Regions from separate parts of the Mus musculus genome. Here all the other regions are linked to region 4. Evidence: chromatin contacts called from public HiChIP or PLAC-seq and promoter capture Hi-C data. All regions are on one chromosome and are shown on one strand. Each heading gives the region's core, a stretch centred on a gene start, on an enhancer-like site or on the middle of the called end of the contact. The rest is flanking DNA. Distances are from core to core; before and after follow the strand shown.

Evidence for each region. Promoter capture Hi-C pulls out the DNA fragments that hold promoters and counts their contacts. HiChIP or PLAC-seq counts read pairs in DNA pulled down with a chosen protein or histone mark.
Region 1: a contact with region 4 is called in a promoter capture Hi-C map of pre-B cells. The contact joins the enhancer-like site here to the promoter of E2f5 in region 4. A contact is called at or near these places in 15 of 39 promoter capture datasets (the 3T3-L1 cell line, 3T3-L1-derived adipocytes, the C10 cell line and 10 more), 1 of 15 datasets of contacts at CTCF or cohesin (large pre-B cells), 3 of 484 Hi-C or Micro-C datasets (pre-B cells and rod photoreceptor), 4 of 115 datasets of contacts at active chromatin or transcription factors (astrocytes, embryonic stem cells, large pre-B cells and 1 more) and 1 of 9 other capture datasets (liver).
Region 2: a contact with region 4 is called in an H3K4me3 HiChIP or PLAC-seq map of bone marrow-derived macrophages, with 7 times the contacts expected there. The contact joins the enhancer-like site here to the promoter of E2f5 in region 4. A contact is called at or near these places in 3 of 39 promoter capture datasets (the C10 cell line, cranial neural crest and pre-B cells) and 4 of 115 datasets of contacts at active chromatin or transcription factors (the 230-238 cell line, bone marrow-derived macrophages, large pre-B cells and 1 more).
Region 3: a contact with region 4 is called in a promoter capture Hi-C map of pre-B cells. The contact joins the enhancer-like site here to the promoter of E2f5 in region 4. A contact is called at or near these places in 6 of 39 promoter capture datasets (the C10 cell line, cranial neural crest, frontonasal cranial neural crest and 3 more) and 2 of 115 datasets of contacts at active chromatin or transcription factors (embryonic stem cells and large pre-B cells).
Region 5: a contact with region 4 is called in a promoter capture Hi-C map of the HPC-7 cell line, with 4 times the contacts expected there. The contact joins the enhancer-like site here to the promoter of E2f5 in region 4. A contact is called at or near these places in 10 of 39 promoter capture datasets (the 3T3-L1 cell line, the C10 cell line, the HPC-7 cell line and 5 more), 1 of 15 datasets of contacts at CTCF or cohesin (large pre-B cells), 1 of 484 Hi-C or Micro-C datasets (B cells), 4 of 115 datasets of contacts at active chromatin or transcription factors (astrocytes, bone marrow-derived macrophages, embryonic basal ganglia and 1 more) and 1 of 9 other capture datasets (embryonic stem cells).
Region 6: a promoter capture Hi-C map of pre-B cells shows a contact between it and region 4, with 4 times the contacts expected there. The contact joins the enhancer-like site here to the promoter of E2f5 in region 4. A contact is called at or near these places in 7 of 39 promoter capture datasets (the C10 cell line, the HPC-7 cell line, cranial neural crest and 3 more).

The regions. Positions count from the first base shown.
Region 1 is chr3:15,199,872-15,204,547 of GRCm38.p6, reverse strand. No RefSeq gene overlaps it. Among named protein-coding and RNA genes, the nearest start is that of Gm33819, 45 kb to the right of the region's middle. Within about 2 kb of position 1,582, at least 21 of the 459 cell types and tissues checked have an H3K27ac peak or open chromatin away from gene starts, as enhancers often do. A contact at or near this core is called in pre-B cells and pro-B cells, where this site is marked.
Region 2 is chr3:15,262,495-15,267,019 of GRCm38.p6, reverse strand. No RefSeq gene overlaps it. Among named protein-coding and RNA genes, the nearest start is that of Gm9733, 68 kb to the left of the region's middle. Within about 2 kb of position 2,374, at least 2 of the 459 cell types and tissues checked have an H3K27ac peak or open chromatin away from gene starts, as enhancers often do. A contact at or near this core is called in bone marrow-derived macrophages, where this site is marked.
Region 3 is chr3:15,176,117-15,180,966 of GRCm38.p6, reverse strand. No RefSeq gene overlaps it. Among named protein-coding and RNA genes, the nearest start is that of Gm33819, 21 kb to the right of the region's middle. Within about 2 kb of position 1,361, at least 21 of the 459 cell types and tissues checked have an H3K27ac peak or open chromatin away from gene starts, as enhancers often do. A contact at or near this core is called in pre-B cells, where this site is marked.
Region 4 is chr3:14,577,026-14,581,978 of GRCm38.p6, reverse strand. E2f5 (E2F transcription factor 5) reads right to left here and starts at 3,308. Exons shown (of 8, transcript NM_007892.2): 1 at 2,956-3,308. The coding sequence starts at 3,159.
Region 5 is chr3:15,222,424-15,227,243 of GRCm38.p6, reverse strand. No RefSeq gene overlaps it. Among named protein-coding and RNA genes, the nearest start is that of Gm33819, 68 kb to the right of the region's middle. Within about 2 kb of position 2,608, at least 4 of the 459 cell types and tissues checked have an H3K27ac peak or open chromatin away from gene starts, as enhancers often do. A contact at or near this core is called in the HPC-7 cell line, where this site is marked.
Region 6 is chr3:15,127,116-15,131,600 of GRCm38.p6, reverse strand. No RefSeq gene overlaps it. Among named protein-coding and RNA genes, the nearest start is that of Gm33819, 28 kb to the left of the region's middle. Within about 2 kb of position 2,815, at least 14 of the 459 cell types and tissues checked have an H3K27ac peak or open chromatin away from gene starts, as enhancers often do. A contact at or near this core is called in the HPC-7 cell line and pre-B cells, where this site is marked.

The sequences.
Region 1 (4,676 bases), core at 333-2,832, 620 kb before region 4:
TCTAATATGCACATGTTCAGCCTGTAGTCTTAAGCCTATAATCTTGCTTTCTGACAAGTATGACATGGCAGGGCAGTGGGTGCTGGAGTTGACATGCAAGGCTTTCTCTCCAGCTCTACCTTAAGTGACATCATTTTGATAGCTTGGAATCTTCCAGCTTGGGAGTACTTACAAATTTTCAGGTTCTTCAACTGAGGAATTCTTTATTTGTATTCTAGAAAAAAAAATAAATTGTGCTCTGTTCTAGTACTCTTTTTCTAAACATAATAGTTTTATTAATTATTTAGGAGTTTCATAAAATCCACCCATACCATGTTTGCTTCCTATTCTTTCCAGGTCCACCCTTGTGCTACATCCTCCCCCCCATGATAGCAAACAAACAAACCCAGAAAGTCAATTTTATGTTGCCTATATACTCACGGGAGCATTGTCAAGTTCCCAGTGGCCAGCCCTTTGAAAATAACTGAATCCTTCCCCACTCCACTGCCAGAAACCATCAACTGTGAAGAAAGAGCTATACTTCATCATCTTTATCACATTTTTTAATGACTCACTTCAATGGTTTCCTGTCTGGACTGTTTCATTTTTCATATTTTTGTTTGTTTGTTTGTTTGGGAGGAGAGGTTGCTGCAGAAGCCTTCAATGTCTATCCTTCTCTGTTATGGGTCATCAATATCATGGCGCTACAAAAGAAATTTCTTTGCCCATAGCAGCAGGAGACAGCATGGACCACATACACCCACACAGCCTCTGATGGCAGCAGGAAACCTAGACTTCAACATAGTCTCCTGCAGCAGTCCCAATCATGGTCATCAACATGGCCTCTGGTGGCAGCAATAGACACTGCTACTGCTTCCAGCAGCAGCACAGACCTCATCACCATGTCCACCCTCAGGAGTATGGATCATGGAAACCAGCGCGACCCCTGGCTGCACCACAGACACTGGAAACTAACTTGACTCCAACGGTACAATGAACCATGGAACTTTTTCCAACAGGCTTAATGACCATACTTCATATTGGATATCTTGTTTGTTGCTCGGAGGCAGAGTACTGCTGGACAGACCATTCGGAAGCAGAACGTGTGAGTTCCAGGTTTCCGCACCATCCTGCCAGCCCCATTCAGTGGCAACAACATGCTCCCCCATGCATGATAGCTGCACTCTCACACCCATTACAACGCCTCTCTATCTATAGTTCGGCCTCTCTGCCTTGCTCACACCACTCCATTTGGCCTTCTTTCCCACATTTATCCACTAAAATGTCATTGCAAACTGCTGTATATGCCTTTGTCCAAACAGCTTTGCATGCAAATGCTGCGATGAGTCATTGGTCTGCTTTCTGAAGCTCCATAAATACTGGAATTTCACTGAGATCCATCTCCAATATCCAGTTGTTGCTCAGAGTGAGGAAGACCTTGCTGCTGAGCAGTGCATTCAGGAGCAGGATAAGCCCAAGCCCCAGACTGCTGCACACCTCCTTGCCCCCAGCCTCAGCCGTCCCCCAGTTCATCAGAAACGACCATCATGCTTGCATTCTGTGGGTAGCACTGAGGCCTGTGCTCAGTCCCCATGAACGGACCCCACTCGGCGACAACCTGCTCTGCAGTTGTCTCTAGTTTCACTTCTCCTCCCCGTGTACTCTGCCTCCTTTTTCTCCAATTTCATAAAACCACTTTTTAACAGCATGGTCCCATGAGACCATCTCTTTTTCAGTTGTTCCAGAGACACTTTCCTGGAGCGTCCTCCACTGCTAGGTCTTTCCTCCAAGCCCCCATGGATCTCTCAAATTCCTCTCTGCATTTCCATGAGTGCTGGCATTCTCAAACCTCTTCTATCAAGACCCTTACTTTATTTCTCTATTTCATTTTTGACTTCTACATCGGTAACTCTTTTCATAATAAATCTGTTGAGATTTAAAGTAAAGCATTTGTTCTTTTATTTGAAGGGAAAAGTTGAATGTACGATTTATCAACAGAATTTCACGTTGAATTTGAAAATACAGATTAAATTTGTTTTGTCTTAAGTCTAATTTGGTCTGCTGACATCCATAATACCAGATGCCATAGTTTTCGATACTGCAAACAGATGATGAGATTTTTTTTCAGTCGTGACTGGTTTCAAAGTGCTGTTTAGGACAGCATGGAATAGGTTGAGCCCCAGCTTCTTTTCTCTCCAGTGCTCAGTTTCTGTTCATCTTTTGCATCCATCCTTTCTGAAGTGCTATGGCTAAACTCACTGGCAAAAAGACTAAAGCAGAGCATTGCCCTGGCATGAGTTTTTCTAAACTTTTAAGTTTGAAACACATCACTTCTATGAGGCGGCACCATTTCTGTGTGTAGCATTTCACCTCCAATTTATCTACTACAATTGGATTCCTAAGTTCTCTCAGGTTCTTTCCTTCATTTTCCCCAACTCTTGTTTGCTGCTGCTTTCTGGCTGAATGATTCCCATCTCCTCTACTGCTCACAGAGGACAAGAGTGCTCCCACCTACCAGCCAGTAACTGATACGTTACAGTTTTGCTATAGAAACAACAGCAGAAACTCAGGTTATTTAACTCATCTAAAACTATTAAAATATATTTCTAAGCTTAAGAGGAAAAAAAAGGGGGGGCTGAGGATTCAAACTTGGGACACATAGTGTCTCCCAGCAATTTCCTGTAGCAAGAACCATGTCACATCTCCCTTTAGGTCAGCCTATAGAAGCTAAAGTGTTAGAATATCTACTGCTTATTTCTTTGTGTTCTTCTCTGAAACTTTCACAGATGTTGAGCCAGAGACTGGACCCGCTCAGGCCATATGATGATGATCTATCTTCTTAGAACATTGACAATTCAATTTTCTTCTTTCCAGTTTATATGCCCTTCATTTATATCTCTTAACTGATTTTTCCCCCGGTGGGGTGGGGGAGAAGGATTTCCAGCTCTAGGTCGATCAAAACTGAAAGTGGGCAAAATTCTCTTATTCCAGATCACAGTGTGAATGTTGACAGTGTAGAAGTTGGGCAATGCTGAGATCTATTCGCATTGCTTACACAGTCACTCATCCCTTCTTTTCCACGAATAGTGTTTTCCTAAGAATTGTGCTAGAGAGAGACTAGTATTTAACCGGACTATAGTTGTGGTCATGTTGATGTTTCTTGTTTATTTGTTTGTTTGTTTACTTGGTTGATTGGTTGGGTTTTCAAGATAGGGTTGCTCTGTTTAATGAGCTTTGGCTGTCCTAGAACTCAGTCTGTAGACCAGGCTGGCTTTAAACTCATAGAGATCCACCTGCCTTTGCCTCCTGATTGCTGGGATTAAAGGCCTTCACCATGGTTGATTGGACATTGCCTCTCCTCTGCAGAAGGTTAAACATTGACTCATCTTTGATTTTAAAGGTATGTAAGCTACATTCCAGCTCTCAAGCACTGTACAATGTAATAGAAAATCTAGTCACAAAAACAAATAAACATGGTGATAAAATAACTGCTATTTTCTGTATGACTGAGTTTTATTCTGGACTTTTAATTTTGTCAGTTATTATTTATTTAATGATTGATAGATTTTTTGATGATACTTGTAATTGTATCTAGTATTTTGTAGATATTAAGCAAGCAGTCTGCCATTGAATATTGAATCCAGTGCCTTATACATACTAGACAAGTACTTTATTACTGAACTATACTCCTAAATCTACATCTTTAATTCTCCTTGTTTAAAAAGAAAATGAATCCATTCATGAAGAAACCAAAGGTCCACTACATTAATTATCAGGACTTGTTAGAGCTCTCTGACCTACAAAAGTTTCTTGCTCTAATAAATTCTTGGAAATGATTCATTTTCCCAGGACTCATATATTCACACTTGTTTGACTTGCTGTATAATTGAAAGAGAAAATGGTAAATGACTGAATACATCCCTTTACATTTCCAGTTATCTACTATGATTAACTTTCCTGCAATAGTGAAAACAAATGTCTGTGAAGAACCTACTGAATGCCAGACAAAGTAGAGGATGGAAATGGAAGAATTACACAAATGTGGATCCTCTGCAAAGCCATAGATAATAAGCATGACTGAGCACAGTGAATGTGTGCTGAGAAATCTGAGTCTCAGTGAACTCCTTACCTCATCAGATTTTCAATGAATCTTTTAGAAGTTTATTCTTAAAGTGTTATGAGAAAAATAACATAGCACGGATATTTTAATCTACCCTCACCCTGCATTTAATTGACACTCTTGTTGATCCTGTTTGCTCCAGAAGGTAAGGCTAATTAAGGGCTACTTCAAGTCAGTCTCCTTAAATACTATTTCTGCTCAGTGAACAAATGAAAGAAAGAGGGGGAAAGAAAGAGGAGGAGAAGGAAGGCTTGGGAGAAAGTGGCACAGAAAGACCAATGCAGAAAGGAGAAATAACAGCATCTCCTTGACCTACTTACAAAGAGGAAATAACAGCATCTCCTTGACCTACTTTGTTAGGTTATTGGATTTTTACGTTTTTTGTTTTTTTTTTTTTTTTTTTTTTTTTTTTACTTAAGGCCTTGGCTATTCCATATTGCATATGCTTTCACTGTATATTTAATTAGTTCCATGTTTATTTTATAGATGACATAGCTATGAGTCACTCAGTACATTCTGCTCAGGCCCTGCACATTTTTAAGGAACGTCTAATTCTGTGAGGGTGCACATCAATGAG
Region 2 (4,525 bases), core at 1,125-3,624, 690 kb before region 4:
GACTCAAAGAAGATAAATAAGAAGGAAGGCACAATCCAGGATGCTTGAATCTCACTTAGAAGAGGGAATAGTCATATGTGGCAGATGGAGGGAGGGTAGAGGGTTAGGGAGAGTAATGAAGGCATTCAGGATCAGGTGTAGGGAAAGACAGAAAGGATGGATAGATGGCCATGAAAGTAATTGAAAATCTGCAACTGACAGGGGTGAGGAGGTGGGAGACATTTCCCAGGCAAGACAGAGACCTGAGATAAGGAAGGTACTCAAGAATCAATGGGGGTGAATCCCAACATTGGGGATATAAAACCTGAAGAGGCCATCTCCTATAGCCAGATAGGACCCCCAGTTGAGCAATAAAGACACCAACCTACACACAAAACTTTCAAACCAAAATTTATCCCGATTACAAGAAATGCAGGCAGGGGAGAGGGACCAGTAACTTAGTGAATGGCCAACTAATAACCAGCCCAGTTTGAGACCCATCCCATAGGCAAGCAGCAATCCCTGACACTCTTAATGATACTCAGTTATGCTTGCAAATGTGAGCATGTTGTCCTGTGAGAGACTCCACTCAACTGCTGACTCAGACAGATACAGACACCCACAGCCAAAGAGTGGATGGAGCTTGAGGACTCTTTTGGAAGAACAGGGGGAAGGATTGTGTGTCCAAGAGGGGATAGGAAGTGGAGGTAAAAAGATACCAGTCCACAAAACTTTAAACCCAAAATTTATCCTGACTACAAGAAATGCAGGAGCAAAGATGGAACAGAGAATGAGGGAATGACCCACCAATAATTGGACCAACTTAAGACCCACACCATGGGCAAGCACCAAACCCTGACACTCTTAATGATGCTCTGCTATGCTAGCAGATAGGTGCCTAGCATAACTGTCCTCTAAGAGATTCTACCTAAGAGCTGACTGAAACAGATGTAATGACCCACAGGTAAACATTGAGCAGAGGTTGGGGACTCTTAGGGAAGAGTTGGGGGAAAGACGGAAGACCCTAAAGGAAATAGGATCTATACAGGAATACTAATGAAGCCAACTAAACTGGACCCTTGGGAACTCACAGAGACTGAGCCACCACCTAAAGAGCATACACTGGCTAGACAGAGGCCCCAGACACATATGTAGGAGATGTGCAGCTCAGTCTTCATGTGGGTCCCCCAACAACTGGAGCAGGTGTGGTCCCCAAATCTGTTGCCTGACTAAGGAAACAGTTCCCCATCAGGGTGCCTTATCTGGTCTCAGTGGAGAGGATGTGCCTAGTCTAACCCTGGGGAAACTTGATGTGTCAGTGTGGGAGGATACCCAGGTAGTTCCCACCCTCTTAGAGGAGTGGGGATGGGGAGAGGGACTTCATGAAGGGAGAATGGAAAGGCAGTGATTGTGATGTAGATAGATAGATAGATAGATAGATAGATAGATAGATAGATAGATAGATAGATAGATAGATAGATAGATAGATCATCCAGCTTCTGGATCTATGCATAAGCACTGGCCTTTTGGTAAGATAGTTTATATATTCTTTATATATTCTTCCCCTAAGTCTCATGTTAGAATTCTGTCTTTCACAAAAGTTGCAACTGCACTGAATTGTATGAAGGGACTGTGTATGAAGAAGAGGGTAAAACAGCAGATAAAAATCCCAAAATTACTTTAAAATATTTTGGCAAGATATATTGAAAGCAATGTGATTTGAATCTTATAGATTCTTAATAGTGTGTGCAGAGGCTTGGGAAATCATTAGTTTGGGGCTTTGAAATTTTATCTTACAAAAGAATTTAATGGTATTATGACAGCATTGTTAAAAAAGATATTCATCTAAAAAAATAAAGTTCTTGGCACACAAACAATGCATAATGAGTGATAGCTAATTTTATTGTTCTACCAACTAATGATCATTTATAGTTCCTTCAGTGTCAACAAACTTTGAAATGGCTTTCAAAATAAACACAAGTAGGCCCTAACTTGCTTCAGTTGTCAACTTGATACAACTTAGAAATTATCTCAATTGATGAACTATCTATATTTTCCAGTGAGCATATCTTTGAAGCATTGTTCTGACTGCACATTGCTGTAGAAGGACTTCACCCTCTTTGGCTGTCACCATTCCCTGATAGGTAGTCTGGCCTTGAATGAGAAAGCTAAATAACTAACGACGAGTCTGAAAAAGTGACCTGCTTGAGTCCTTTCCCTACTTCACAGAGACTATAAAATAAACCAACCAATCACATCATCGTTTCAAGTTTTTCTTTACTAAACATATTATCTTGACAGCTTAAATGATTAGAAATATCAGCATTGCAGTGAACTCTGGGAGAGCCACACATTTCATAAGCTTTGAACATATTCCGCCATCTTCTGGTAGTGTATGGTATTGCAATCAAATGTCAACATGGTGTCCTTCAGCTGGTTTGTATATTTAGCCTGAAGAACTCCCAGATTATTTCCTAATAAGCATAGTAAGACCCAATATATTTTTGCTCCGTAGTGTTACAAATCATGCTTATATTTTCAAGTAAGATAAAAACAAGTTTCTTCTGAATCCTAATATCATCTTTCACCAGTCTCCTACACACTTGGATTTTGTCTTGATTCATTATGTGCCCTAAGAGCTCTTATCTTCCTAGTTGCCCTAAGAGCTCTTATCTTCCTAGTTACTCTTTCACTCTTTTTCAAGTTTCCATGCTTCCATGATGTATCTTGTTATAACCTTTGTCATTATTTTAAAAGTCTGTCTGCAATTCCTCTTTCCGATGGTGTAGATAGGGTGAGATACGTTTATACTTGAAGACTCCTATGTGTGTGTAACATAATACCAAGATCAGAGATCAAGCTCAGGGAAAATACAGTCATCTTCTCGTCGTAATACATATGATAATGCTTCTTATTGTCCAAAATGGGAGGCACTGTGGATCTACTCAGCTGCAGTGGTCAGTTGTTGGTTAGAGACTCCAGATCATAGCAGAACAGAAAACAGAGCTGTACTTAAAGAGCCCACAAGTTATTTATAGATAGTACCTTCTAAAGGTTTCAAAGTTTCCAAAATTAGCTTTTAGAGCTGAAGATCAGACATTCAGCACAAAAACCTGTAGGGAAGATTTGAGACACAAACCCTAACAGAAATTATTTCAAATCCAAATTATTGTGTATTAATTGAATAAAACAGTATTACTTCAAAACTGAATTCCTAAATTATTGTCTTCCTTGCTCTGCTTTCCATGGTCTTGTTTATTTTTATTTTATTTTCCTTTCAGTGTTTTATGAAATGGTGCTTTTAGTACTAACTACTGGACTTGTTTGAAGAAATACTATACACAATCGTTCCAATGATATAGAGTCATCATATTTCTCATATTAATTGATAAAAGTTATTTTATTTCTATTTCAGAAATAACTACTTAAATGATTAGATATAGCAACCCTTATTTAGTTGTTTGTTTGTTTGTTTTTCCATTGTAAATGTTTTTGAAGTATTTTATATATTTCACTTGAGTCAAATAGGAAAGCAGAAAAGGTATAAGGGAGAGAGAGCAGCTAGAAGGTAAAATTATCACACAAAATAAAAACCTTTTAAAGTTAAATATCAAATTACAAATAACAATGTGTTAAAGCTGAATTTCCTGTTTGAGTCTCAGTTTTCTAATAATCTATTGAAAGAAGTAAGTATGTGTATGCCTCAAAGTTCACAGGGAATTAAAACAAAAATGCATTCTAGTTAGTTGCCATAGATAGCTTCTATGCTTCTCAAGTACATCCCAAAGTAGCTTTTTGCTACGGCTTTGTTGTTTGTAGTGGTGATTCCAGATTGCACTCCTGATCAATACCTAAATAAAGGTTGCCCACAACCCATTTGAGGATACATGCTTCAGTCAGCAGTGCGGCTGTACCAGCAAGTGCATGATATGCAAGGAGCAGGTGTCAGTTTCAACCTCCACATTTAGATAGGATGAGTGTCACCTTTGGGGCTACCTGAAATATTCTCTTTAGAAATTAGGTCCTGCTGCATTGCTCAAAATAGAAGGCAAAGAAAGTCACCCAAATGCAATAACAAATGCCATGAATCATTGTATTTGAAAAACTATGGTGTTTATGCTGAAATTACTCCAATATAAAAAACCTTGTAACGGTTTTGGACCGAATTAACCTGTGTAAAATTAATACTTCAGTTTTAGTAGCAGTTTGTGGATCACTTGTTGAAACTGACTTTGATAGTTGAAGTAAAGTAAGTCTCTAGACGGTCCTTCAATAAGTATCAGAACGCAGGCTTGTTCGCCTATTAAAGGTAAACCTCGACTAGAGAAAAGCTGTTCTCACCTGCTTCCTGTGACACTACAAAGGTTTGGCATAGATGGGAGGGATGAGGACTCTAGTGCTAAAGCCTTGTCCAACTACCTATCCTGCCTTTTTGAGGTCAACAGCTCCAGCATTTATCAGTGAACAGAGAGACTCCAATAGGCAGTGCCTGAGATCACTTCATGTTTGAAACACTATCCAGGGGATTAATTCATGGGTTCATTTA
Region 3 (4,850 bases), core at 112-2,611, 600 kb before region 4:
ATCTTTCTAGTAACTTCATCATTTCAAATCCTGACAAAAACAAAGTTGGTTTTGAAAAATTTTACAAACTGCCAGAAAGAACTAGTAAAAATCCTTGGCATGTTATCTCATGGCCATGGGAGAAGTGTGATTTAAAACTGCTACACATATGGAATACCACTGGGTGCTGGGAACCCAGGCTGCTAACTCACACTTCTCCCCTTGCAGTCTTAAAAACAAGCCTGGTTTTGGTTGACCTAATAGGAAATGTAATAAAAACTCATTTCTCTGAATTATTACCTAATATTAGTAGAATTTCAAGTGTAGTATTCTGTTAACAGACAGGAATTATGACTCAGCTATTAATTTATTTTCATTATATATAAATAAATCTGGTAGTTTCCCCAGTAATCATTTTCAAGATGTCTGAGAAAACATGATTGTCTGAAATTCAGCTATATTACTATATTCTTGACCCTGATTTGTGAAGAATTAGTACTTGTAATTCACCCTTTATGCTTGTAAATGGAAACATTTCTTAGCATATAGTGGAGAGAAGGAAAATGTTTATTTAACAAGTGCTTCCAATTGAATCCATACCAGTCTTCAATTTGCATTCAGTTTTTAGTGTCATATCTATTCCTAGTTTTTGTGTATTCATGAGGGTTTTCCTAGTTTTAAAAAACATGTTTGCAATTTGACTCAAATACCCGTATATTCAAGTATGTGTCCATGTGTGCATGTATACTGAGTGAAGGTACTTGTGCAGTTTGACTCAAATACCTGTGTATTCAAGTATGTGAACATATGTCAAGTGTGGACAAAAACAGGTAGGATGTATTATCTTTTTGTTCTTCCATTCTGGATTTTGAGAAATTAGCACTTTTGTTTTGCATTTGTCAAGAATATTTTGGTTAGGATCAGAAAATGAATGTGTTGCAGAAGAATAGAGCAAGTTGGTCATCACTAAGAGGTCAACATCCTAGACTGTGTGGCTCTCTTCAGTGCTGGTGACCCCTGTGTTCCATGGCATTGGTAAGAAGGCACACATTAAATTCCTTAAAGTAAGTCCGTACGTTTAATTAGCCAAAGTTCATTAATTAGTATTAATTAATTCATTTAATATTCTTGCTCACACAGACAACACCTAGGAGTTTCTTTCCAAATGCTCTGTGATCTTCTTCCCTAAGCCTCTCACTTACACAACTTAGCACAGATGTCTTATGGGATCTTTATTCCTGAAGCCAGCGCTGTCGGACAGTTTCTAAAAATGAAAGTGAGAATATCAACAGAAGTAATTTCTTCATTCTTAATGACGTCTACTAACTTGCATGTCAATGTAGATAGCTTCAGTTTCAGTTCTAGTTGAGAGCATCAGGCAGATTGAGAATCAGTTTGTTTCTTTTACCACAAGACAGCTGGATATGCAGCTTAGCCTTGGTGACTGTTCTGTTCCTACTGCATGAGTTAGGCATCATTCCAGGCTAAGCTGGACTGACATGCGACAACTTCCTTCAAGCTGATCTTCAAGGCAAAATGTCATCAAGTCACACTCATTATTCAAAAGCAGGGATCACTTGCAGGGCTTTGCCTTTCCCAAACACCTCTTCTGCCCTCCTTCCAGGAGAAAAACTACTTTTTAGAATTAACAGCTATTAAAGACTGCTATGCACAAAACATGTGGCAAGGTGACAACAATATAGAGCAATAAATGTTGTCTCAAGGGACCAGATGCTGGACACATGCAAAGCACAGGAAGTAGAGAATTGAGAGGGCCCAGTGGGGATAAATGTGCATTGACAATGACATAATGGATGTTTCTAACTTCAGAAGCTTCCGGCAGGGCACAAACTTTCAGGGTGTCTGCAGATTTCCAGGCAAAAAAACGAAATCAGAACACCCAGGTCAAAGAAGAATCTAAAATCTGACCCACTTTCTGTTTAACCCAAATGAAAGGTCTACAGGCCAGTGTGTGGCTTCTATAGAACTAAATATGGAACTAGAGAACAGAAAATGAGTTCTCAAAATTAAAACAGCTGAGTGAGAGTTTTCTAGTCCTCCATTTTACTGATTGATTGATTGATTGATTGATTGATTGATTAGAAAGATGCTGTTGACTTAGCCATTTGGAAAGGTTATCAAAAACTGGCACCTAGACAAGGTGCTGTTTGATCCTGAGGCCATGTGGTCAGCAGAGTGTCTAACTCTCACCCCTTTCTCACTGCTCACTGGTATTCCTTCATTGGTAAAATAAAACCATGAATTTGAATGGTGTCTACTCTTCTGTGTCACTTTGGGTGACTACTTAGCCAGTGTTAGGACTGAGGATGACAGTAATAGGGATGGTATAATGTTTAGAATATATAGAACGTCCTGACAAAAGATAATAGAAAAATTGAGACAGAAAAACAGGCACAGCAAACAGTAGGGAAAATTGCCAATAGTCTATCTGTATCAACAACATACAAATATATATTAAAATAAGCATGAGATATGCTTTCCCTTTTAAATCTCTCACTAGGAAGGCAAAATGAACACAAATGGAGATCAAGTGCTACACTGCAGACCGAAAACAAAAAATATGCAAGTTGGTTAAGAATGTTTCTGAGGAGACTTAGCAATTTTTATTAGAATAATTATATGCAGTAGGAAAATACTGTCAAAGATGCTCAATGCAATCTTTACTTTGGCATTACTGGGAGAAATGAAAATTGCTAAGCAAACACCTGATAAGTATAGTTTGGAACAATCAAGTGAAATGGCTGTACCAGTTAAATGAGGAAACAAGTAGCAAATGGCACCAGTTAGATGAAGTAGCAATCCATATTTGGAAATTGGAAAATACTTTAGGAAATATTAGCTTAGGTAAAAAGGTTTCCCAATAGAATATGGTAACCCTGAAACTTATATACATATAAAACAAAAACAAACTCAGAAGGTTATAGTAATATATTGTGTACATATTCATGTACATAAGTAATGATAATAATAATTTAAGAGTGGAGGGCATAGGAGAGGCTGGGGAGAAGAAAAGGAGAAGAAATCTGATAGAATTCTATTTTAATTAAAAATAATTTTTTAAGATGACAAAAATGACACTGACTAAAATTTTTATTGAGTTTTTCTTAAATATATAAAACTATATTTTAAAGTATGTACCCATATGTCTATAATGCATAGAAACTGGCCTACAAAGTCACAAAACAGTGTCTATAGTACTATTGAATGAAGTGAGACTCAGGAAAGCAGCAGAGAGAAGTGAGCCTTGTCTGGACTATTCAATATTTTCAATTGGTGGAGTAAACAAATGCCTTTCTAAAGGTGGCAATTTAAACCATAATGAGATCAGAGGAGGTAGGTTTCACTCTGCCCTATGAACTCTTTGAACTTAGAGCCAACATGGGGGCCTAATATAGGGGTACACAGAAAGGTGGCCTTCATCTTTCCAGGCTATTCCAATGTCAAGCTGCATAACTAATCAGGCATAACCAATCTCACACAAAGTCACTTAAGCAGCTTGATAAGGTACTTGGCCTATATGATCTATTAAAATAGAGAATGAGACATTTCTTAGAGAGGGACTGCAGTTTAGTGACTTGATTCACCTAGAATATTTAAACTAATAGAAGCAGGCTGGAGAGATGGCTCAGCAGTTAAGAGCACTGACTGCTCTTCCAGAGGTCCTGAGTTCAAATCCCAGCAACCACATGGTGGCTCACAACCACCTGTAATGAGATCCGATGCCCTCTTCTGGTGTGTCTGAAGACAGCTACAGTGTACTAATATACATAAAATAAATGAAATCTTTAAAAAGAAACTTTAATAGAAGCAAAAAGATGGAAGACAGTGAGTGGAGGAGAATCAAATGTGTTGAAAGCATAAGAATAGCGGATGGTGGGTAGATACTTCATTCCTCCTTAGAATATGGAACAAAATACCCATTAAAGGAGTTATAGAGACAAAGTTTGGAGCTAAAACGAAAGGATGGACTATCCAGAGAATACCCCACCCAGGGATACATCCCATAATCAGCCACCAAACCCAGACACTATTGCATATGCCAGAAAGATTTTGCTGAAGGGACCCTGTTATAGCTGTCTCGTATGAGGCTATGCCAGTGACTGGCAAATACAGAAGTGGATGGTCACAGTCATCTATAAGATGGAACGCAGGACCCCCTATGGAGAAGCTAGAGAAAGCACCCAAGGACCTGAAGGGGTCTGCAACCATATAGGTGGAACAACAATAGAACTAACCAGTACCCCCAGAGCTCCTGTCTCTAGCTGCATATGTAGCAGAAGATGGCCTAGTCGGCCATCACTGGGAAGAGAGGCCCTTTGGTATTGCAAACTTTATATGCCCCATACAGGGGAATGCCAGGGCCAAGAAGTGGGAGTGGGTGGGTAGGGTAGCAGGGTGGAGGGAGGGTATAGGGAACTTTCAGGATAGCATTTGTAATGTATATAAAGAAAATATCTAATAAATAAATAAAGGTTAACAAAAAGAATAGCGGATGGTGGGTTTGTAGGTGGCAGGTTGGTTGTGACCCTCCCTGTCCCTGGGGATATCAGTTCCTGAGGGCAAAGGGAACAGAGACAACAGACTGGGATTCAGAAGCCCTGTGGACGCATGCTGTAAATGAAGACACGAGGACCAACTGCTAGGAGGCAGAGCAACTTTACTTGGGGTGATTCAAGCCTTATATAGTTTTGAGGGCTGGAGGTAAGAGCATCCAGGATGGGCAAAGGTCACTGGCTGAATGTGTAAGGTACCAAAACAGACTCTTTAGCATAAAAAGGCATTCCAGGAATCTCAGGTGCTAGCTGAATGGGTTTTTGTTGGGAGAAAGGAAGTTGAACCTAATAAATCTA
Region 4 (4,953 bases), core at 2,059-4,558:
GAGTACTCTTAAATACTTCAAGTAAGAATTACACAGTAGGGAATGAAGAGGTGGATCAGCAGGTTAAGAGTACTAGCTGCTCTTCCAGAGGACCTAGATTCAATTCCCAGTATACACATGGTGGCTCTCAACCAGCTGTAACTCCAATCCAGGGCATCTGATGCCATCTTATGGCCTCTGCAGCCTCCACAGACAAATGAAGTGCAGACACACACTCATACACGAAACGTTTACAAAAGAATCCTATAGCATTTGTCTGTTTATTAGGTGTAGCATGCACAAGGGTCATTTCTGCTGTACATGTCAGAATTTTCTTTCTAAAAAACAGAACAGTCACTCACTGAACCTCATTTGATTACCCACTGAAAGATATCTGAGTTGCCCACCTTCTGACTATTTGAATAACACTGACAGGACCACAGATTGCACAAATACCTGTTCCGGAGCCCACTTTCAATTCCACAGGAGCGAGGGCTGGCCTGCGAATCCCAAGGCAAACAATGGTGGCCTGCAGAGCTCCAGACATCCTTCCTCATGCCAATTACCTCCAAAACCTTGTTACCGTCTAAAAGCCTAAGGCCGAATCATGTCTCTTCTAAGTGGTTATCATTTAGGTCATTTGTTATGTATGTGTCTAGTTCTGGGAGAGAATACTTAGGTGTCATTCAGATAATCTGTAACTTAAATAATAATAACACAACATACACAAGCCACACTGTCCCTGCAAAGTTCAAGATGGCATTAGAATGGCCAATGAAACATAGCAACTCACCTGTAAAGTGTACAGAACAGGAATTTTCAGAGCAACAGACACTCACACTCCTTAACAGTTCAGTGATTAAGCTACAGAAAAATAAAAACTAGTTTAATCTGTTTCTACAGAATCTGCCACCAGTGCTCTCTCTCCTTTCCAGATGGATGCCCATCACCTAACATGTTAGTTTACTCTAAGGGTGTAAAATTATGCATTTTTTTTTCTTTACACAAAAGAGATCCATAACAAACAGATATATAAAAACTTAAGTTTATTTTCAAGAACTTACTAGTTCTTAAAGGCAATACAGCATAGAAAGTAACAGTCCAGTTTCAAATGTCCGATCTCACTTAGCAGACCTAAGCCAGGACTTACCTAAGTTTAGTGTGTCGGGCACACATTTGGATGGGAATATTAGGCTTATCCTCTACAGTCGTGAATATTTAATGACCACTCAGGGTATTTAATGAAAAAAATATATTTCTATATTTATGATTTTCACAAAAATGAAGGATTCTATTATAAAAATAAAGTGCACGTTTTAAAATTTCCACTTAGAAATTTATTGTAAATAGGACTATCTTTTAACATGTATTATTAGAATATCTTAATATCTCACGATGATGTACTATAAGAAGCATCACGAGGGATAAATACTTCAGTGTAAGCCATTTTTATACATATGGTTTTATATGTATTCATAAACATAAAAAGTATGCATAAGTAAAATGTTTTTCTACCTAGCCAAAAGAAAGGTATACAGGTCTCTGTAAGTCATTACTTATTATTTTAAGTAATTATTTATTACTACAGAAGTCTTTGAATCTTTAGGATAGATCCAGATAACAGAAAGACTTTTGAATATCAGACTTCTGCTATTCAATGCCAGAACCTGCTGTCATACATGTTAAGTAAGTCAAACAACTAAATCTAGAAATCATTTTCCGAGGTTTGAGCATATTTCAGGACAAACCATCAAATCCCACGTTTACCCGGAAAGCCCCGAAATTCTCTGAATTTTTTAATGTAGTCATCCACTACAGGTGAATTTAACTTTAAACAGCAGATTTCAATGGGTGTTTTGTAGCATCAGGTGTTTCTCTGCTGACCTCATTAACGCCAGTGAAACTGGAAACCGTACCATTTGAATTCAATACAATTTGAGTACTGTAGATGCCCATTAGAGGAGGGAAAGAAGAGGTGAGGGTAGGGTGGGGGGAATAAAAGTGGAAAAAGGTCCCAGGAGTAACATTTCCAAATATGAACCGACACTAACTGGCATCTACACCCAGGAAAAGGGGGGAATCCAAGTGCCAACAAGCCAGCGCCTCCCACTGGGCCAGGACAGGACACTCAGCAGAGTTCTGGAAGGCAGGCTTCTCCTGTTAAGACTCCTATTTCCTATGCCTTGGCCACCCACGGTCTTGAGGATGGTAATAGCTTCAAGCCAGGAGCTGTGAGGAGTCATAAGAGGCTATTCGCTGTGACTGTAAACTAGCAATTTTGTTTATTTTTGAAGTATTGGCTCTTTCTGAACCTCCTTGTACTAGCTGAATTTTAATTCGCACGATCCCATACTGTTCCCCTTTCCCTGCGTTGTGGAATCCTTCCAAGTTTTGCCAGGAACGGTTAAATCACTATGACTGAACTGCTTTAAATGGACGTTGTTGTTTGAAAAAAATCCGAACCATAGCAAAGAACGAAGCAAACATCCTTATAAAACCAGATAAAGCTTACTAAGTAATTTCACCACTTAGTCTGAACGGCACAAAATGACCCCTCTCTGTGTGACCGCAAATCTCAGGTCTAGAAAGTAGAAAGATTCTAAATTAAGCCAACAAATCCAATCTTACTTCCCAATTCTTAATTCTCGATGAAGAATGTCCCCTTCTAAAAACTACTACTTTAGAGGAGGTGTGGAAAGTTTTCTCTTTTCCTCTTTCATTCCGAAGAACTGGCATGAAAGTTCTTCAAAACAGGAATGAAGTTCTGCAGAGCGGTCGGTCCTTAAGCGAGTCCAGAGCAGAGCGCGAATTCCTGGGCGCTCGCTCCGGGTGCTCCTTTGTGGCCAGGGCCGCGCGGTGGCCGGTCGGTGGGGCCCCCGCATCCATCCCGGCCCCTCCGGGTCCGGAGTCTCGGCGCAGTGGGGGTGGTGGACCCAGCACCCTCGGGCGGGCCTCGCCCTCCCCATCCCCGCTCACCGCTTTGAGATCCAGGACGCCGTCCTGCGCCTCCTGCAGCAACGACACGAATTTGGTGGTAAGCAAGCCCAGGCTCTTCTCGTGCCGGCTGCTGCCCCCCGCGAGCGCCGCGGACGGCTGCGAGGATGGCGCCCCATGCGGCGGCGGCTGAGCCTGGGCCTGCGGCGTGGGCTGAGCAGAGCTCGTGGGCTCCGCCGCCGCCATCACCGCCGCGGCCCTGCTGTCCTCTGGCGAGGAGCCGCTCCGCCACCGGCAGAGGAGGTGCGCGGACTCCGCTCCCCGCCCACGGCGCGCCCCGCGTCCACCAGTCCCCGGAGCCGCGCGGCTCGCGCACGGCACCACAGAGCGCGCGGATTCACACGAGCGGCCAGCGCCGCGAGGGTGGGCCCGAGTTTAAATGGCAGGAAGTGACGCCGCGCGGCGTTGCCTAGTAACGCACTCTCCGCGGAGGGGCGGGGCAGTCGGGTTCCCTCAGGCGGAGCGTGCTTTTGGTCGGCCTGGAGCGCTCATCCCTGATCAGGTGCAAGTATTGTAAGGCTCATCTTCGCGTAAATAGGAGAACGCCGCGTCCCGGAAGGTTTTGGGACTCTGACCTTCAGTCTTTTCCAAAGCCTTTTCTGCAAACAGAAGCACCTGAGCCTTGACGGTGAAGGAAGTAGACCCCCAGCTCTTTCCTTACCTGCCTTTAGTGTTCTTTACAAAATTATACTCTTTTGCTCCCCAATAATTCTATTATTGAGACAATCGCAGCATCTTTTGACTTATTGACATCGTAAACTATGGCTCGATAGTAAGATCACAGATATAAGAGGAGGAAATGTGCTCCCACATTTTTTATTTGCAAACTTGAGACTCAGGATTAAAATCTTCAACACCTTGGGTGGGTAAGATGGGTCGGGGTAGTGTGGGGAGCAACCTCTCAGAGGCAAAGGGAAGGGGGTATGGGATGAAGAACTTTTGGAGGGGCTACCTGGAAGGGGGGGTAACATTTGGAATGTAAATAAATAAAAGTTTACAAAAAACAAAAAACAAAAACAAAAAAAAACCCAAGATCTTAAACAACTTGGTATTCGCACCTGTTGAATATCCTTCACACTTAACAAGTAGTAGGTGACTAAAAACATCATTTGGCAGGAATTAATGAAGACATATCCTTCATGCAAGAATGCCCAAATTAACAGTAGGGAAAAAAAAAAACAAAAAAACAAAACGCGAGGAGAAACTGACAGCATTAACTAGTAAATCCTGAAAACAATTTTAAACCAAAATTTTTCCAGGCGTCTGGAGCAAAACTTCTGTAGGGGAAGCATTTTCCTTCAGAGCTGCAACACTTAAAATCCCCGTCTGCCCCCCCAATCCACCTGCAGATTCTATTCCACTGACCCTTTCCAGAGAGATACCCTCTTTAGCCTGTCTTGTTACTTAGTCTTTCTGGGTCTGGGGATTGTAGCATTATGTTTACTTTACAGCTAAGATCCACTTATAAGTGAGTATGTACCATGTTCATCTTTCTGAGTTTGGGTTACTTCACTCAGGATGAGGTTTTTGAGTTCCATCAATTTGCCAGTATATTTCATGATGTCATTTTTTTTTTTAAACAACCGAGTAATACTCCATTGTGATAATGTACCACTTATTTTATCTTTAAATCCATTGTTCGATTGAGGGAATGTAGGTTGTTTCCAGTTTCCGGCTATTATGAATAAAGCTGCTGTGAACATAGGTGAACAAATGTCCTTGTAATAATATGTAGCATCCTTTGGGAATATGCCCAAGAGTGCTATAGCTGGGTCTTGAGGTAGATTGAGTCCCCGTCTTTTGAGAAACCACTATATTGATTTCCAAAGAACCTGTACTAGTTTGCCCTCCCAACCAGCAATGGAGGTGTGTTTTCATTGCTCCACATCCATTCCCCAGCAGAATTTGTCACATGTGTTTTTGATCTTAGCCATTTGACAGTTGTAAGATGGAATTTCAAAGTCGTTCTAATTTGTATTT
Region 5 (4,820 bases), core at 1,359-3,858, 650 kb before region 4:
GTGTTCCTCTTTCTCCACATCCTCGCTAGCATCTGCTGTCACCTGCATTTTTGACCTTAGCCATTCTGACTGGTGTGAGGTGGAATCTCAGGCTTATTTTGATTTGCATTTTCCTAATGATTAAGGATGTTGAACATTTTTTTCCAGGTGCTTCTCAGCCATTCGGTATTCCTTAGTTTCTTATCAAACAGATGAAGCAGAAATTGTATCCCTTGCTCCTGATTATTTCCATTGTTGAGAACTGCAACCAGTGGCCTCCATTAACTTGAATTTGATGTAACATTTGGTGACAGGAAGCTCCAGGGAAGAGCAGGAGAGTAGTCTATCAAGGACTTCAGTCAGTAACTAGTGGCCAGTCCAGAAAGAATCAGACTGAACTTTTGGGGACAAAAGGTCACAAATAAACATTTACATTTCATTTCAGAAGAACCCATCCTAAAATAATATGAAGAACTGTGGTAATACATGTATAAAGTAGGCATAATGAGCAACTCTTCAATATTTAATTTTGAGACTGAAGACAAAGAGAGACCAAGAAGATTCAACTGCATTTCTTTGACTGACAAAGTCAATATAGAGTTCTTTGCCAAAGCATAGCATTCGCCGATGGTCCCTTATCTGTATCCTAAAAACTTGAAAATTATAGTGTGGGGTAAATGACCAATACCTGTTCTGAAGAACCATGAAAAAAATTCAAATGTCAAAATTCTAAAGGCTTAATTAGACCATAGAAGGAGCAGAGAGAAAGGAGCACCTAAAAGCGCTGAAAAGAAAGGGAAACCAAATTAACCAGTGAGACTCCTTTGGAAGTGCCGCATTTATAGTGAAGGAGTTAGGGTCTGCAATGAAAACAACCAAACCCCACCCCAGACCCCATCAGTTATGTGCTGCCTGTGGTGGAAGGTGGAAGCTTTGCAATGTGCTATTTTCTACCTTTTTTATAAACTACAGAAACAATCCAGACAATATTAAGAGCCTTATCTTTTCTGTGAAATACAATAAAAGCTGTAATAGCTTTTCCTAAATGGTGGCAGCACAGAGGAGCTGAAAAACTTCCATCATTGTGTCCATGGAAGCTGGGAGAGTAAAATTTGAAAAAGGAAACCATGTTTCAGACTAAAGAAGAAACTACCTAATCTCCTGAAGAGAAACAACAACAACAACAAAACTACATAACAAATAAACTACATCAAATTCTAAATAATGTCCTTTTTATTAAAACAGTTGTGGATATGGAACAGAAGGTTAAGGATTTAAAAGAAGCTGAAATATACCTGTTAATAAACTAAAATAGGGTTAGGATGTTGATTTTGGTTTTGATATGAAAATGACGTTAACAGGAGATTGAAGAGACAAACATTTAAGGCCATGGGAAAATGTAAAAGGTGAGAGGGGAAAAACATATCCATGTCAATGGCACAATAGTACACATCTTAACTAAAGAATAAAAGAGCACACTTTGCAAAGCAGAAATGTGAGAACATGGTGATTGCTAAATTCACTGTGCATTTTCAGCTTTATATCTTTCATGCCATCGTTTCTGTCTTTTACAACATATATACACAGCTGTTCCATCCCATCTGTGTATTCTTCCAACTGCAACGATTTCTCATAACTTTGCCCTCACAGGCCTCACTATCTTTTGAGCCTTATTTTTAATATGCCCTAAGCAGGTCAAAGACTAGGCCACTTCCAAATTTCTCCATGGCTAACACATTCTCCCCTCCAATATTCAAGAGTTATTACTTTCTAAAGTCTATATTTCATCTCTACTACCTTAGACACAGTTGAGGAAGTAGCTTGGGGACTGCTTTTCCCTGGTTCCTACATGGCTGGTTCTCTGCCATCCATAGCTCTCATGCTAGCATCCTATTCTCTTTCTGGCAAGGCAGTTCTCCAAACCTCCTTCTTCTTATGGTCCCTTACTCAGGAAATCTGAAGTCCCACCTCTGTCTCTGGGCCTCACCACTGGCCACTGACAACTTTATTTACCAATAGAGACAAATAGGGTCAGGGACCCTCAGCATCTTACAGGCAGATTTGCACATCCCCGTGCGATGTTGGGAGCCAAATTAACACAAATAACATTAGAATCAATTTACAACAAAGACCTGGCTCAATTTTGTAGATAATAGCGCTTATACAGTTTGTGGGATAGTTTTATGTGAAAACTCAGTTGGAGTCTGATGTTTATAGTAAAATATATTTATAAAGCTATGGTGAAGGTGATTTGTCGATATGATTAAAATTCACAGTCTAGTGTGTTGAAGCAAAAGGGATACAAGCTTGGACTGTAGAGTTAGCTCAGTGGTTAAGAGTACTTGATCTTTTTATAGAAAAACTGGATTTGATTCCCAGAACACAAATGGTGGCTCTCAATATCTACACCTCCAGCTCCAGGGGCACTAAAGCCTTTTGACTCCATGAGCAGGCACCAACATTCATACACATAAAATAAGCAAATCTTAACAGAAAATTTCATTAAAAAACAAACCAAAAAAGATTTTTCTAAAAAGAGGAAATTCCCTTTAAAGATAAAGTCAGATGCCCTCCCTGGGTCCCCCACTACTGTTATCAGTCACATGTGTGCCAGTCAAACAGATCTATTTAGCTCAGAGGAAAGGAAGCTCTCTTGTCTCAGATAATCTTCTGGCCAATATCCATGCTTCATCCCCAACACACAGACTGATGTAAAACATAAGGTCACAAACGTCAAAAGATCATGGTATTAAATTAAACCTGCCTAAGAATGACTTACATAATGAATTGAAAAAGCATATAACACAGAAAACCCAACTTAGGAGAATACTTTATAAGGAGAGTTGTGTCTCAGCCCATCACAAAAACAGCATTTCAGCTCCTCACATCAGTCAATTGTTCAAGTCATGTTTAAATACAAAACACTCAGCCAGCAACTTTGGCTGCCTCTGCCCCACTTTCATTTTCTGCCCATAAATATAGCTTCATATTTACTACTTCAAAGGCCTTTGAATTTATTCTAGTTAGGAAGACAGCCTGACTCAGAACTGCTTTAAAACATTAGACCTAAACTAAATTAACAGTAAATTTGAGCAGAATAGTAATATAAAGAAAAGTGATTTTTTTTTTTTGCTCAGCCATCCTTAGAGCTTCATATGATGTATAATTTCAAGAGATTAAATTGTATTAGGTAGGGATCAGAGTTTTAATAATATGAAAGTGGATGAAGGATGTGAAGGTCACCAAGTTAGTCGTTCCATGCATAATTTTATTGCAAGAAAAGCTATATATTACTTATTTCTGTCTTAGGTCCTAGGGAAAGTCTGAATAATTATCTCACATATTTGCACATACTGATTCTGGTTTTGTATGACCTTTTGAATAAAAGGGAACTGGACTGTCCATGGCTAATCTGCATGTACTTCTGTACTATTGAATGTGGGATGCATGAAGGTCAATTGCTTTGCTGTACAATCATAACACCAAGAATTACTAGGCTGATATTTACTAATGCAATTTTTACAGGACACACACACTGAGAGTCACATAATCACAGGAGTCTCTGAGTAAAGAGCATGACTGAGGCATGAAATTTCTGGTTTTCCAAGAAATCTAAAGACTGGTTCAGATGTATCTTTAAAGGCAATTCTCTCTAGAAAGTATAAATGCCTCTTTAGAGGATAAACTTATTACCGGAGTGTGCTTGTTCACACGTTACCAGTGAAATCCTACCTTGGCAGGGGCATTAGTCTTTCCACAGTGTGGAGCTTCCTTGTGTGCATGTTTGAGATTCTTCTGTACAAAGTCCAAGAATGAGTGGCAAGCTTCACATTATAAGAAAACTTCGCATTACTTTCAGGTACGCTGACAACTGTGCCAAAAGGCTCTGTACCTTCTCTGCAGGATACTTCAGTATTGTGACTAAAAGTCGATCATGGGCAATAATAGGGTCAGATCCATTGAACTAAGAAGAGTAACAACAGAATGCCCGGCAAAAGTGAGATGGGATCAGTCCAAGGAGTAAGACTGAGTGATTTATATCTGTTCTTGGATTCTTCCAATCCTCTGCAGTCCTACCTACCCTCTGTCCATTGGAGATGGATTAGGAGTGAGTCTCCCATCTTACCTGGAGTATCTACTGTTTAATGCCCTGGGATCCATGGCCGTGGATGCTATGGGTTATATGCCAACCATGCGGCTCTTCCACCGGAAGGGAAGTAACCTAAAGCATCCTGCCATTTATTCCTATATCCTAATAATCACAAAAGGGTGGGATGTCAATAAAATGAAAATGTTTAACCTTGGGAGTAGATCTACACTGGTGAACATGAGCTAAAGGCAAAGGCAGTCTCCTGGGCTCCTGTCAGTGGTGGGAGTCTGGCTCACTGACTTGGCTCTTCTGTGCTTAATACAGATAAATATGCTCATTTGTTAAAGGTTTTTGCTTGTGTGTCTTGTTTCTGCAGTGATGTAGATCAACGGTAGAAACTCCAGCATGCCAGGCAAGCTCCCTATGACCCTCAGCTCCCTCTGCACACATCCCTTAGCATCCTTTTGTTAGCAAATCCTTCCTGCATGCTCCACATGTACCAGGAAATTCTGTTGCCTAGTTCTCATAACTAAGTGACATTGTATGAATTTACTTTGCTTCTCAGGCAAGAAGATAGCCTCTAGAATATGTTGCTTACCTCTTTGTCTTGATAAATATTTCCAGACCTGACCATTCCAAACATTTCTTAGAAAATTTTAAATATATAAAGTGTCCCCAAATATAGTAAAACTCCAAGATTCATAGTTATAATTAATGAATTTTTTTCTTCCAAAATTCAAGAGAATTATGA
Region 6 (4,485 bases), core at 1,566-4,065, 550 kb before region 4:
CAGCAGACATACTGAAAATTGCACCATGTACAAAAGCTGTATTTGTTAGATTTTGTGTAGTTTGATAAAATTTAGCCTATTTTTGTATCTATGGAACACTATTTTAGCAGTGTCGCTATTTTGATATATGCCTCTTAAAGGAATTAAAATTATATGAACATGGATGGTTCACATTCAATTTTATTCATTTTCTTTACCAATTTGACATTTGGGTAAGTTGAAAATGGGCTAGAATGACCATAGACATTTTAAAATAACCAAAAAGCTTATTTACCTCTATTTACCTAAGATCTTATGTTATTTCACTGTCCAACTAGACCTCTTTGCAATCTATAGTTTGGTTTTATTTTTCTAAATTCTGTGATATATTCCTTTGATCATCACATAGCAAACAGCTTATATCCACATATAAGTTCTGAAACAAAACAAGAGTATTTAGACAACAGTCATGCTATTTATGATATTTATGACCTTGGTGTGTATTAGTATATGTACTACTAAGTAAACAATTCCAAGAAAAATGTATTTGCCTCAACAACCCTGTGTGACATTGGACTCAGCTCCTGGGGAGTTGGGTGTACTAGCCCTGTAAGGAGTCTGCATCATAGGTGTGTTGGCCTTGTAAGGAGTTTGCATTGCATTGCTAGGTGAGCTTACAGGGTAGGTGAGCTAGCCTTGTAAGAAGTCTTAATCCTGTGAGACTGCCCTGGCCCATAGCATTCACCCTTTACTTTGCAGGCTGCAGCTATACTGATCTCACGAGTATCTTCCTGACAAACAGAAGGAAGTCTCTTTCTCTGTCCTAGTGATGTCATAGAAGGAAAGAAAAATTTGCAAATCTCATGCATTTGTCTGAGCTCTGAATTGAGTTTGTCATTGCTTTCTAACATAAATCTCAATAGTTAATCCTCAATGATTTCAATGAACTCTAAAAAATAAACTTTTAGCCTATAAAATTGTATGTCCACATAACTATAGATATTTTTATTTCCTTCATTTCTTCAGACGTGAATGTGCTTAAAGACAACCAAGTGGTTTTTAGACCTCTGACAGTCAGGTGTGGTAAGAGAGATAAAACTTGTTTTCCATTATCAAATCTATACCCTAGGTATCTGTGCATAAGAAGAGCTCTCTCTGTCAAAATTACCAATCAATATCTCAGACAAAGTATGTGCCTTCAATAGTAGATACTAACTCATTTGAAGGTCATTTATATATGCACCTTTACTTGGCAGGTAGAATAGACACCTGAAGCCAAATGACTATGAAATTCTCTATGTGGCCTAAAGGAGGGAGGGGACACAGACAGTTCCAATCATAAGGGAAATGTAAAAATCAATTTTAAAATTACCACAAGAATCCAAAGTTTAGCACACATTCAAGAAGCCAGTTGTTATTGCACAGAACTCTGAGAGTGAATGTGCAATATGTTCTCTCTGCTTCCTGGGTTGACCGGAAATTGCTTGGTTGAGTGACAGGCATATTAGGTAATCCTGTAAAGCCGATGAACATCAATACTTCTACAACCAAGTGAATGACACCTTGAAATGAAATCTATGACAGCGATACTGAACAGTAAATGACAGAAAGGACTCTTGTCTGGGAGGCTTGTCTGTGACACCAGCAGCACACTCAGCCTGCCTTCTGCAAGCCAGCCTGCCTGTTCCAAGGCTGCAGGGGTTTGAATGACAACATATATTTGCATACATGGTCCCCAGTTGGTGAAACTGTGTGGGAAGCCGCCCTCACATTTGCCATTACAAGATGGCGCTGACAGCTGTGTTCTAAGTAGTAAACATAATCTGCACACGTGCAGGGGCAGTTTTCCCGCCATGTGTTCTGCCTTTCTCGTGATGACAACTGGGCCGATGGACTGCAGCCAATCAGCGAGTAATACGTCCTAGGTGGAGGATAATTCTCCTTAAAAGGGACGGGGTTTTGCCATTCTTTCTCTCTCTTGCTCTCTTGTTCTTGCTTTTTCTTGCTCTTGCTTTCTTGTTCTTGTTCTTTTTCTTGCTTTCTTGCTTGCTCTCTTGCTCTGGCTCTTGCTCTCTTGCGCTCTGGCTCCTAAAGATGTAAGCAATAGAACTCTTGCTCTTGCTCTCTTGCTCTCTTGCTCCTGAAGATGTAAGCAATAAAGCTTTGCCGCAGAAGATTCCGGTTTGCTGCGTTCTTCCTGGCCGGTCGCGAGAACGTGTGTAAGAAAACTGTTTAGGAAGTTTTAGGAGGTGAGCCTTGTCGGAGGAGGTGTGTCACTGGGAGTGAGATTTAAGTTTCAAAAGGCCGGGCCATTCCCAGTTAATGCTCTCTGCCTGTGCTTCTGGATCCGATGTTAAGTGCTCAGCCACATGTCAGGACCATGCAGGCCTGCCTGTTTCCATTCTCCTTAATGTGACTTAATGGTTATGGACAGCAATAGAACAGTAACCATGACATAGGGCCTGCATGCTCTCTACTCCCTCACTCTCACCTCATCTACCAGACTGGAGCAGCTGTGATAAAGCATGAACTTGGCTTGGTGCTAAGCAAGTAAAATAAGATCAATGTCCCAAAAGAAACAGAGTAAGAGTAGCCTGCCCTTGGAGACTTTTGGCAGCTACAGAGGTTTAAAGCTTTCAACGAATTTCAAAGACATGGGAATGAAAAAATACATTAAAAAGTCCAAGTTTGTCCCTATTTTAGCCTCAGGAGAAATCAACTACATGTATTAGAATCTGATTTTTCTTTTAGAAGCTCTTTAAATCTGGCCATGTTACAATTAGGCTGAAACACTCCCTTTGCTTCATAGGGATATGGTCAATAGATTTTGTTATAAATGCAATTACTTAAAAGTTAAGAAAGGAGACAAGGCAAGAGCCAAGCCCTCTTTTTGAGGCTGAACAAGGCAACCCAATAGGAGGAATAGAGTTCCAGGAGCAAGCAAAGAATCAGAGATATACTCACTCCCACTGCTAGTAGCTCCTCTTCTCTTATTGCATCTTGTTTTGTTCTGCTTGGCTGTCACCTCTTGGAGGTCTGCTCTTTGTTAAAGAGGAAATGAAGGGGAAGTGGATCTCAGAGAGAAGGGAAGTGGTGGGGAGCTAGAAAGGGTAGAGAGAGAGGAAATTGGCTAGGATATATTGTATGAAAAGAATCTACTTTTAATTTAAAAAGAAAGGAAAAAGTTAAGAAATATTTCTACTTCTAAAAAGAGGAATAATCAGAACAATTCACCAGTTTAAGACTTTGTAGATCTGCCAACCTGTTAGGAGGTAAAATACTAATAGCTTTAAACTATTCCTTGCTATTAATACTCTGTTCACAATACAAACATTGAAAATAAGGATTTGGTGGCCTGGTCACAGTGGGCTTCTACAACATGCCCTGTTCTGAGGCTAGTACCAATATGACCACACCTGAGAACTCTGTGGGTTTTGTGCTCCGACCCTTCGACCTCCCTGGCTTCTAGATACAACTACAATGACATCAGCCACTGCATCCCTGGAGACAGAGCTTGCCTGATGCTCCCTCCTTTCATCCACAATAGGACCTACAATGCTGTGTGAAGAACTGGACCCCAGCTCCTGCTTAACAGCCCCAGACCAGCACAAGAGCAGACAATAAACCCTTCCACTTCAAAAAAACAAACAAAAAACAAAACAAAACAAAACAAAAAAACAACAACAACTCTGTTCACTTGAATTCTCAGACCTGCTAATGATTTTTGCTAAATCTATGTTTCCCAAGACTGCCCTCCCTCCCTCCTACCTTCTCTCCCTTCTTTCTTCAATTCCCCCTCTTATACTTTTTCCCTTTTATTCTTTCCCCTTTTTTCTTTCCTTATTCATTTAATGTAAATATAATAAGTAAGTCTTTTGAAATGGAGTATTTTTCAAAAATATTTCTATTCCTTTAGATCTAATAAGGGAAACAATAGGAATAATTCACACCTATTGTATGACCTCATGAGCATTCTATTGTGACTGTGTAGTTAGAAATCTATACATATAGATTTAAACTGACAGCTAGTGAGATAAGAGATTCCAGGTTTAATATCTAGAAAACAAACCTAATTTCTTCCACATTAAAAACTCATTTGTTCATTCTTCATCTTATTAGGAAGTTGAGTATCTGTGAATTTATAAAAATATAATACATAGTTTCCCACTTATATGTGTTTTTGAAAGCTTAGATAAAACTCCCAGAAGGTTTAGAATTGAAAGCTTTGATATCTTTGATACAAAATATTTATGTGAACATCAGAGTTGTAGGAAGTAGGTCACTATCCCAAGTGATTTTGAAACATCACAGCTTATGCAAACAATGGCTTTCCCACGGATATCATCAAGGGAGCTTCAGCAGTTTGGAGTGCGGTGTGCCAGGAATATGGTATGCCAGGACCATGGTGTATCATGGGAGCGAGGTTTTCCCAGAAAATGAATAAATTCCATTCATAAAGATTTCAACTCTCCTCTCAGATTCTCAAAGTCACTGGCAGATCAACTG